Linked DNA regions of Mus musculus: regions 2 and 3 are each linked to region 1. The links are chromatin contacts, called in public ChIA-PET and capture Hi-C maps. All regions are on one chromosome and are shown on one strand. Each heading gives the region's core, a stretch centred on a gene start, on an enhancer-like site or on the middle of the called end of the contact. The rest is flanking DNA. Distances are from core to core; before and after follow the strand shown.

What was found. ChIA-PET counts read pairs in DNA pulled down with a chosen protein or histone mark. Capture Hi-C pulls out chosen DNA fragments and counts their contacts.
Region 2: a contact with region 1 is called in a capture Hi-C map of embryonic stem cells, with 2.6 times the contacts expected there. The contact joins the promoter of Bcl9l here to the promoter of Scn4b in region 1. A contact is called at or near these places in 3 of 39 promoter capture datasets (embryonic stem cells, hippocampal neurons and stem cell-derived epiblast-like cells), 1 of 484 Hi-C or Micro-C datasets (embryonic stem cells), 5 of 115 datasets of contacts at active chromatin or transcription factors (embryonic stem cells and epiblast stem cells) and 2 of 9 other capture datasets (embryonic stem cells and liver).
Region 3: an RNA polymerase II ChIA-PET map of memory CD8 T cells shows a contact between it and region 1, with 100 read pairs. The contact joins the promoter of Ddx6 here to the promoter of Scn4b in region 1. A contact is called at or near these places in 2 of 39 promoter capture datasets (pre-B cells and stem cell-derived epiblast-like cells) and 1 of 115 datasets of contacts at active chromatin or transcription factors (memory CD8 T cells).

The regions. Positions count from the first base shown.
Region 1 is chr9:45,137,042-45,140,140 of GRCm38.p6, reverse strand. Scn4b (sodium channel, type IV, beta) reads right to left here and starts at 1,517. Exons shown (of 5, transcript NM_001013390.3): 1 at 1,039-1,517. The coding sequence starts at 1,099.
Region 2 is chr9:44,497,569-44,500,667 of GRCm38.p6, reverse strand. Bcl9l (B cell CLL/lymphoma 9-like) reads right to left here and starts at 1,532. Exons shown (of 9, transcript NM_030256.3): 1 at 1,395-1,532; 2 at 1,119-1,220. The coding sequence starts at 1,144.
Region 3 is chr9:44,603,407-44,606,505 of GRCm38.p6, reverse strand. It overlaps Ddx6 (DEAD (Asp-Glu-Ala-Asp) box polypeptide 6), which reads right to left and starts at 1,614. Exons shown (of 14, transcript NM_181324.3): 1 at 1,554-1,614.

The sequences.
Region 1 (3,099 bases), core at 268-2,767:
AGTTCCCAACACCTGATGGGTACGCATAGGACAGATCTGCACGTGAGTTCCAGGCGCAAGAGCAGCAGTGGCTTCCTATAAGAGGCCTGTGCCCCCTGCTTCCAGCACAGATACCTCCACCATGTGCCTGATCCAGTGGGGGGTGGGTGGGTGGGTTATGCTGTCAAAAACCAAACTTGACTTTATATAAACAGGAAGAGGCACAGGTGCCAGAGACGGAGTCAGCTTACATTGGAAGTCAGGCTGTGTAGAAGATTAGATTCTGGTCTGGACTAATAAATACCATTGCTTAATCTCTTGGAGTTTGACACTCAAAACCATCATGTGAATATTAATAGATAGCCATAAGAGTCTATACCCTCTGTGTCCTCTGGGCCTGACTCCTCTCTCTTCCCAGCCTTCCCCAAAATGAAAAGCCAGTAGCAAGCCAAACAGGTCTTTCCCCAAAGAAACCCTTTAAAGGAAGAGGGACAAGGACCTTCTGAAAAGGTGGCCTTTGAGTGGTCCTCTGGGTTCTTCTAAGTCCTTCCAGCATTTGAAAGAGTGGCAATGGACACCAGAAAGGAAGAAGTGGGGAGAACCTGGCGAAGAGTCGGGAGGGAGACCCTCGTCCCCCATTGGAGCATTTCCTGCTGCCAGGGAAGCAAGCAAGTCAATAGTACTAGGCAAGAGCGGCAGACACCGCTACACCTGCAAACTCCCTGGAGCCCCCACACTCAAGGCAGTAGACACCCCAGCCCCCACCCCACCAGCATGCCTTAACTCCGGTCTCAGGAGGATTTCCCTGCTGCAGCTCCAACACCTAGCTCCAAAAGGCATCAAAGAAAGCAAGAAACTCACTGCCCGGGTGGCAGGGGTTGGGGAAAATGCACAAGGTTCCCAGGGAACATAGTCTTAAAGCTAAGGGTCCGGAGGAAGACCGGCATCCCAATCATTTGGTGCCACCTTGTCTAAGGCACTTCTCTTCACCTCCTTCAGGATGGGGTGGGGTTAAGAAAGAGGCGAGAGAGAGAAATGACAAAGCTGGGGCTATCTTACCCAAAAGCCCAGTGCCCAGCCATCTCGCCTGAGTATTGCCTCGGTTCCCAGCCCGGGACATGGTCCTGTTCTCTCTGGAGCGCTCCGGGGGCTTGGGATGGAATAGTGGGGACAGCCGGGCTCTCCACCCGAGGTCGTCTGTGGGCCCCGCAGCTGCCAGGGGAGCTCCGAGCCGCGGGTCGGGGCTCCGGAAAGTTAGCCGCGAGAGAGCGAGACGAGGGGGAGACCAAGGAGGGGGAGGCGCGCCCGCCGCCTCTTGGAGCCGGCTGCAGGAGCCGGGGCTGGAAGGGGGAGGAGGAGCCGGAGCTGAAGGGAGGACGCCGGGGCGAGCGGCACTGCGATGCGCCTCTGCTCTGGAAGCGCTCCAGCCGCAGGAGGGGCGGCGTCCCCGTCGGTTTCGCACAGTGCCCGTTGCGCCGTGTATCACGGCCGTAGGGTCCAGCCTGGGCAGCCCTCTTCCTCTCCAGCGGGACGGGAATGCTGCGGCTTGGCACTGCAGGGCCAGCCCGCAGACGCCCGCATCATCCCAAGCGCCGAGCTGCCAATTAGGAGAAGAGTTCACGGGGGAGTAGAGGTGGAGCTTTTAGGTTTGTTGGAAGGCTGTTTTTGTTCCGCTCAGAGAACACGAGTAAGGGCAGCGGCTGCCTCTCCGGGGACCGCCGGGAGGACATCCGCAGCGGGCGCTGCCGCAGCCGGTGGGCGTGTGCCGGCTTGCCCGCTGCGGACGACCGGTACAGCCCTGAACCAACACGCGTCGCCTCCAGCCGCGCCGCTCATTCGCTCTGCGGATGGCTTTTAGGCTGTGGCAAACCTAGTTTCCCCTGCAAAGTCTCCTGCACGCCGCCCACCAACCCATTTCTGCACAGACTCTTTGCTTCTTAGAGGGTTGGCAGGCAGTCACTTGGAGACAGCGTGCTTTGCCCCCAGCGCGGGGAGGCGGGGGTGGGGAGGCAACCGTAAACACCAAGAAGGTCCCCCCTCAAGACCTCTAGTCAACTACTCAAGCTACCCTCCAGGACAAATCCTCCTCACTGTCCGGAGACCAGTTAAACCTTGGAAATACACCCTCCACCTCGCCACACCCTCCACCCATCTTCCAACCCGGAGTTCCTGAAAGGCTTCAGCGCCATAAGAGACCATTGAGGTTGTATACAGAATGTTAACTGTCTGCGGGGAGAACCTTGTTTTCTTTTGCTTCGTTGGTTGTCATGGTAGTTGAACAGCTCTGATGCCCTGTGTTTGCTGCTGGAGAACTCTGAACAAAGCACACAACTTTTCTGGAGAATTCTGCTGTCTGCTGGATGGTGACCCCATGATATTTACCTCCTGATGCAAAATAGCATCATCCTCAATGCTAGGCAACAGGGAGGGCAGCCCTGGGCTCCTAGTTTTAGGGGACCTCATGCTAGCCCATGAGTCCAGGGAACACACCTCCTCTGAGTTCTAAAGGGTTCTGGGGATCCAAGAATCTAGTGTTTCCCCTAGGGGTTGCTGAGTTGGACTCCTCTTGGATAAGTTTGATAAGCAGGTGGGTGGTTCCTGAGTGGAACCCCAGTCGCTGCAGGACCAGTCACAAAAGCAAGATGACTGGGGAAGAGTCTGAAAAGAAATCCCATCTTCTAGGCCACCATGGAAAAGCAGTCAGAGGCCGAGGATGGGAGATAAACTTTACTTAATGATCCTGAGTTGCTGTTCCTGCTGTCATTGCTGTAGTGGTGGTGGTTTTGAGACAGGAGTTCTCTGTGTAGCCCTGTAGGCCAAACTGTCCTGGAACTCAGAGATCGCCCTGCCTCTTCTTCCCCTTCCTGAGTGCTGGGATGAAAGGTGTTCTCCACCACGCCTCTATCCTGATTTATTACCTACATTGAGACTTGTGTGCCTTTTTGCACCTGTATCTTGCACCAGGCCTTTCCAACATTAGAAATAGAACTGGATGTAAAGACTCAGAGAGATAAAGACGTGTTAGCACGCTTGGCAGAGCCCTGGGCACACAGGCTGAACACACAACACATCTGAGTTCAAAGAAGCCTGGGGCCCCAGAGGGGAAGCTACGTCCAGGAG
Region 2 (3,099 bases), core at 283-2,782, 640 kb after region 1:
CAATGCAGGGGGTGGTGAGGTGCTATCTGGAGACCACCTGCTATTCCCTACCTCTGTGCAGTTCCTCAGATAAGAGCAGAGCTCTGTCCACCTGGGGGAGTGGCGATGGAACAGTGTTCCTTATCTTCTAGGCTCAACTCAAATGGAAACCCTGGGCTTTGACTTGGCAGAATCTATCTACCTTCAGCCCCAGGATCCAGCGCTTCCACTAAAGCCCTTTCTCCCTAGCATCTGATGGATTCTTCGCACCTTCTAGGGTTTAAGACTCCTTTCCAAGGCCCCAGACCTCAACTACGCTGTGCCCTGACAACTAGCTGAGAAGGGCCACAGGACCTGTGAGTCACTGCTCAAGCCCGAGCCCTATTCCCTAGGGTACTAGGGAAAGCATAACCGAGAGTGGTACCCACAGGTCCAGAAGACTCCCCAGAGCCTAAGTGGGGAAGGCCTGAAGAGGGTGGGCCAGTAGGCCCTGTCAGCAGGCAGGGATTGGGGGGGGGGGCATGTCAAGCAGACAAGAGTACAGCTTGAAGCCATGGATTCCTGCAGCCTAGGCTGCGGGCCCTTTAAGCTCCAGCCCGCTCCCCCCACCGCCTCCCCCTCCCCGGAGACCTATTAATAGCCGCTGGAAAGATCACATCACGGGAGAGGATATTTATCCCCCCTCATTCCACACCAGCTCAGATTTATTTCAGCTCTGCTGTCCTGCTGCCGCCGCCTGGCCCTGTCTGCCCGCTTCTCCTGGGGAGGAGGGAGGCAGGCACCACCCCCACTCCAGCTCCTACCCCCGACTAGACTGAGGCTGGAGGGCGCCATCACACCCCCAACACTAGGGTAGGATGAGGGTCTGTTCTAACGGTTTTAGAAGGGAAGAAGGGACCAGAAGCAGGCAAAGCTAGCTGCCAGTCTCCTCTGCCCCCTGGGCCCAGGCGCTAAGGCTGGCTGCCAGCTCCTGCCTGGGGCCAGACTTTACCATGCTACTTCCCTTCAACCCACTGGTGGCCAGGAAACCAGGTGCCCGAAGGGCTCCTCTCCAAACAGCTTGGCCCCATCATCATGGGCCCTTCCCTTCCCCACTCTCCATACACACATATATCCCACCCTCCGTGACACCCACACACCTTGTCTTGTTAGCCAGGATCCTCATGGCTCCCACACACAGTGGGGCTACGACCCCTGTGCGTGCCCAGGGCCCAGCCAGGTACTCGGTACTGGAGCAGGGACTGCAGCAACAAGCCCCAAAGAGAAAACTTGTGACTTAGGGAGGGGGTGTGTGAAGGGGAGGGAAAGGGAGAACCCAACGCCCCGGGACTAAGGAACTGGATAGGGTAGGATAGGATTGGAGAGAGAGGACTTCTCAATCCTAAAGACCAGTCCAGTCCCCATCCCTTCCACACCTTGTCCACGGGGAGCTTGCAGTATCGTGCAAGCCCCCCACCCTAGGCACCCCCCTCCAAGGGCTGTAGAGTCAGAATTCACTAATAGGCTTGGTCGCAAAAGTGACGCGTGGGGCGGCTGCGAGGTCTGCTCTGGCCCACTGGGGGACTCCCGCTCCGAGACACGCCCCTCGCCCAGGATTCGGGAATCCCTCACGCCCCGCCCCAGCACTGCGCCCTGTCCCCGGGCGCTGCAGCCTCCCAGGGGCCGGGGTGGGCGCACTGCCCTGCCCCGCCCCCAGCTCCAGGCCTAGCCCGTGCCCATCCCGGCAGGCCCGGGCGGGCAGCGAGAGGCCTGGCGGGGCCCCGAGGCTGCAGCTGGGCTCTTTTGGAGACCAGTAACGCTGGCTCAGATTCCTCCCCGACCGCAAGAATGCAGGAGCCTCCCCTCCCCCCTCCCTTGCACCCCCCCTACCCCGCCCCCTTCGGCAAAGCCCGAGTGTAGAGACAGAGCGAGCTTGGAGCAAGAGAGCCAGCGAGGCAGCGAGCGAGGTTGAGGGAAGCGGACAGGACTGCAGCGTGGATCTCCCGGGTCCACTGGAGGGCGCGCAGACAGACACATGGACAAGTCCTCCAGGGACTAAAAGGGCGCTAGCCGGTTGGGCAGACTGGGCGCACAGAGCTGGGACTTAAGAGACCCACAAGCACCTCTCTGTGACTCACACGCACACTTACATCTCACACGTGGACAGGGAGACAAAGACACGCACGGAGCCCAGGAAACTAGAGACGCTCACGGCCAGCCGACGGAGGTGTGCCCGAGGGACTGGGCAGCGCGAACCAGCCGGAGTCGCCGGGCAGCCTGGGGCACACAGATACCCCGGCCACCCAGCAGAGGGATAGCCGGTGGACTCATTGAACAGATGTGAAGACTGAGACCCAGACACAAGGGAGCCATAGAAAGTTGAGCCCGACAGTCACAAAGAATACACAGAGGGCCACAGAGACACCAACAAGCTGACTTACACAAACACAGACACCTCAAGCAACCGCCCCCTGCTCTGTCCCCTTTCCCCGCCCCCAGCAGAGATCCCGGTAGAAGGTGGGGGAGGGAAGGGGAGGAGTCTTGAGCCCTAGAGGCTCTTCCCGCGACAGGTCCAGCTAGACACACCCGTGTACACTCCAGCTCCCGGCTCAGCTGCTGGAAGCCGGGCTGGAACCTCCAAGCAAGGGGGAAACCTCCCAGGTACTTTGCAGCCGTCTAACCCCTATAGAACACTGGGCTTCCCCACTCCAACTCTGTCTCTGAAAAAGATCCCAAAGTCCTAGGACCTAGTTTGCAGCACACACACACACACACACACACACACACACACACACACACCACAACCAGGAAAGAACAGAAAGGCAGAAGTCACTGAGGAGTCCTGGGGAAATCACCTTGGTCAATAGAGGACCTGCTGTTTAAGTTCTCACCTCCATCCCTGGTTGATTCTCAAAGCTATCTCCCCAGTCTCACAAGGAGGAACTGAGGTTCCAGAAAAGCTGTGTGCTCTTGGGTCACATGACAGCATGGGCGACCCAGGACCCCCACTCCAGGTACTTTGGGCCCCTGACTATTCATCTCAGTCTAAATCAAGTCAGTGGGCTTTTCACACATGAGCCCCCAGAACTTATCACCTGTTATGAGGGATGGGGACGGGCTATCTAGAACTTTCTGTTGAGG
Region 3 (3,099 bases), core at 365-2,864, 530 kb after region 1:
CAGGTTTAATAAAATTCTCCCAAATCACCTAGAATACAGCGTCTAATTAACAGTTATTTTAAGAAAGAGTTGGTCAACCTCCTCTACTTTAAATTGTTCCCCAAATGGAATTCTCAAAATTTGGTAAATAAAATATTACTAAGGACTTGTAAGTATAAGTCCAACTCCTTCAGTTTTATTTTGTAACCCCCTTACATTTCACTGGCACCCGAAACACTAGCTTAATTAGTACTGGTTATCTTTGCCTCAAACCAAGTATCCCAAATCCATAATTTAGAAGTCAAAAGATATCTCAAGTTAAATACATCAACTTGCTCACAAATGCTTCTATCACATTAAATTGTTTATTTGTTATCTCAATAGGTATTTTCTGTATTGACAGCATACGATCAACAGTATCAGGTCCGTCAAACAGGAAGGCTTACTGTTTGTACAGCACTAAGAGGATGAAGGGGGCAACCTCTGAATCCTAACCGACACCATCAGTACTGTCAATCAAGCACAGTAAAACCTCCTAGCGCCTTAAACCCAGAGACTTCGATAACTGCTCCCTCCAGAAACGGATACCTGCACTGCAGCTTTATGGCTCAGTGGGAAATTTTTCGTCCTACCCCTTCCCAATTTAGATTTGCAAGTTATATTCCTAAAACAAAACCACGAAGGAACATAAGACTTAGTTGGGAGGAGCCCCTGGCAGAGTTAATTACAGCAGGGCCCAGACCGTGGTTAGCAATTGACAGTTTTCACACCTAAAACAGTCCCATAAGCTCCAACAAGGGCTTTTGTTTGCAAATACAGGGCGATTTCTATACGCCTCAACAGGAAGTAGGAGTGATTGGGGTTCTTACGAAGGTAAAGGGGGGCTATGGCGAAGGGAAAACCCTAAGCCAAGAATCGGAGTCCGGTAACCGTAAGGCAATAATTCCTCGCCCCCTCCCCCAACTTCCCTCGCTTCAAACCCAGCTCCCTCGGATCAAAAAGCAAAAGGGTTTCTGCCCTGCAATCCTATCTGCGCCACAAGAGCCGGAACCAGCTCTGCGAGTGGGAAACAATAGGGACTCCCCCCCCTCAGAAGGCCCGGAAGAGAACCCCGAAACTGGACCGCCTCTCCTCCCCTCTTACGCCGCCGAGTCTCCCCCAAACCCTCTGTCCCCACCAACCTGCAAGGCCTACTTGCAAGCGAGCAGCCGCGGCTCCTCTCCCAGCCGAGTCCCCGGCCAGCACAGCCCTGCCACCCCCCGCAGGGCTGCCCTGCCTCGCACTCCCAACCTCACTCGGGTGTCCCGGCCGGTGTTCCGTCCCCGCTCCCGTCTACCGCACCGCTCGTCCAGAGCTCCCCGCCGCTCCTCCTCCATACCCCGCACACGCCACATTCCTCGGTTCCACTCCTCTCCGCCGCCCCCGCTCTTCTCAGCGGCCACCCGCCCGTCCTCCCGGGCCAGGCCTGGGCCTCGGGCTTCTGCCCGAAGGGGGCTCCCTGATACCCTCAGGATCCTGCCGACCCCGACCACGCCGCCTCACCCCACGCCCCGCGGCTCGGGCCCGAGTCCTACCACCGAGGCCACTCCCGCTCCGCACCCTCGGTCCTTTATTGTTGACTCGAAGCTCCCAAAATGGCGGCGGCTCCTTCCTCCTCGGAAACCTCCGCCCGCCCCCACCCGGCCCCTCGCCGCGACGCCCGCCGCCCCGCCCCGCCCCCGCCGCGACGCTCGCTGCCCGCGCAGCTCGCCGCCGCCGCCGCCGCCGCCACCCCGCACTACCTCGGCCGGCGCCCGCTGTGCCGGCGCCCCCGATGTCGCCGCCGCCGGGCTGAGCTGACTCTGCTGCTCTGCCCCCTCCCTCGCCCGCCGCCGTCGCCTCCCTCCCTCCTTCCCAGCCGCTCCGCATGGCGGCGGCCGCGGCTCCTCCTCCTCCACACAAGATGGCGAGAGCTCGGCCGCTGCAGCTGCAGCCGCCGCGGCGTCACGGCTTCCTGGGCGCGGCGGGCGAGGGTCGGGAGAGACCGGCCTTTGACGGGGCCGAGCTCAGGGAAACACGGGGTTGCTTTCGGGACGGAGGGACGGACGGATGGACGGACGGGCGAGAGGGCTTGCCTGCAGAGCTGACGAGACCGCTGGGGAAATGAATGGCGGTGGCCGAGGACTGTCGCCCTTGCCTTCGTTCGTCCCTTCGGAGCTGGGCTGACGGGTCCCGGGCCGGAGGGGACGTCTGCTGACTGCTGACCTCGGACACACTCGGAGGGCAGCCTGCGCGGGTCCGGAAGCTGAGCTGGGATGGCCGGGAGGACGCTGCGAGGCCAGGGCGTGCAGAAAAGTGGGGCCTTTGGGGCCGATGCTGTCTGAGAGGGAGCGGGAAGGGGCACCGGGGGAAGCAGTGAGCCGGGAGCGCGCCCTCGGTCGTGGGCTATCAAACCCGGAGTGCAGGCGAGGTGACCCTTTGCTCCTGCCCGCAGTGGCACTCTTCTAGAAAGAAGGGCGGATCGCCTCTACCAGTGAGGGCTCGCTGTGCAAATGGGAGACCCGTAGATTCTCCTGCCTGACCCTTACTGCAGATATTTGTGCGTTTGTTTCTATGATTCTCGGATCCTGATGTCTTATCCTTAACCTAGAAAGTCGTCTTGTTCCAAGCAAAACAAACTTTTTTGTTTGTTAAGTAAAAATCGAGCTGGGCCGGAGAAAGTTAAAAACTCGCGTCTTACGCTGCTGGAGGGCTGGAAATACTGACAGTGGTTAAACCCTTTGGGACAGTGCGATTCCTTACTAAACACCGACGTTAGGGAATCCTGGACAGTCAGTACTTAGTCACTGACTTGCAGCTTCCATATTTTTACCGCTGCTTCCAACTTGAGACCAATCAGAGAAAGCCAAATATGCTCTCTAAACCAATGACTCCCTGCTTCCAGCCCTCCTGCTTCTTAGCTAGCAACATCCAATCAGAATAAGTCTGAAGCCCCCCCCCCCCTTTTAAACCGCTGCGCTCTCCTGTTTTTTGTTTTTTGTTTTTTACTTGAGAGCCCAAGTCTACCAAACTCCAGTGCATGCTTGCCATAGCAAGCACAGAGTAGAATAATAGCCAGTTGTCATTTGTGCCACCACACCC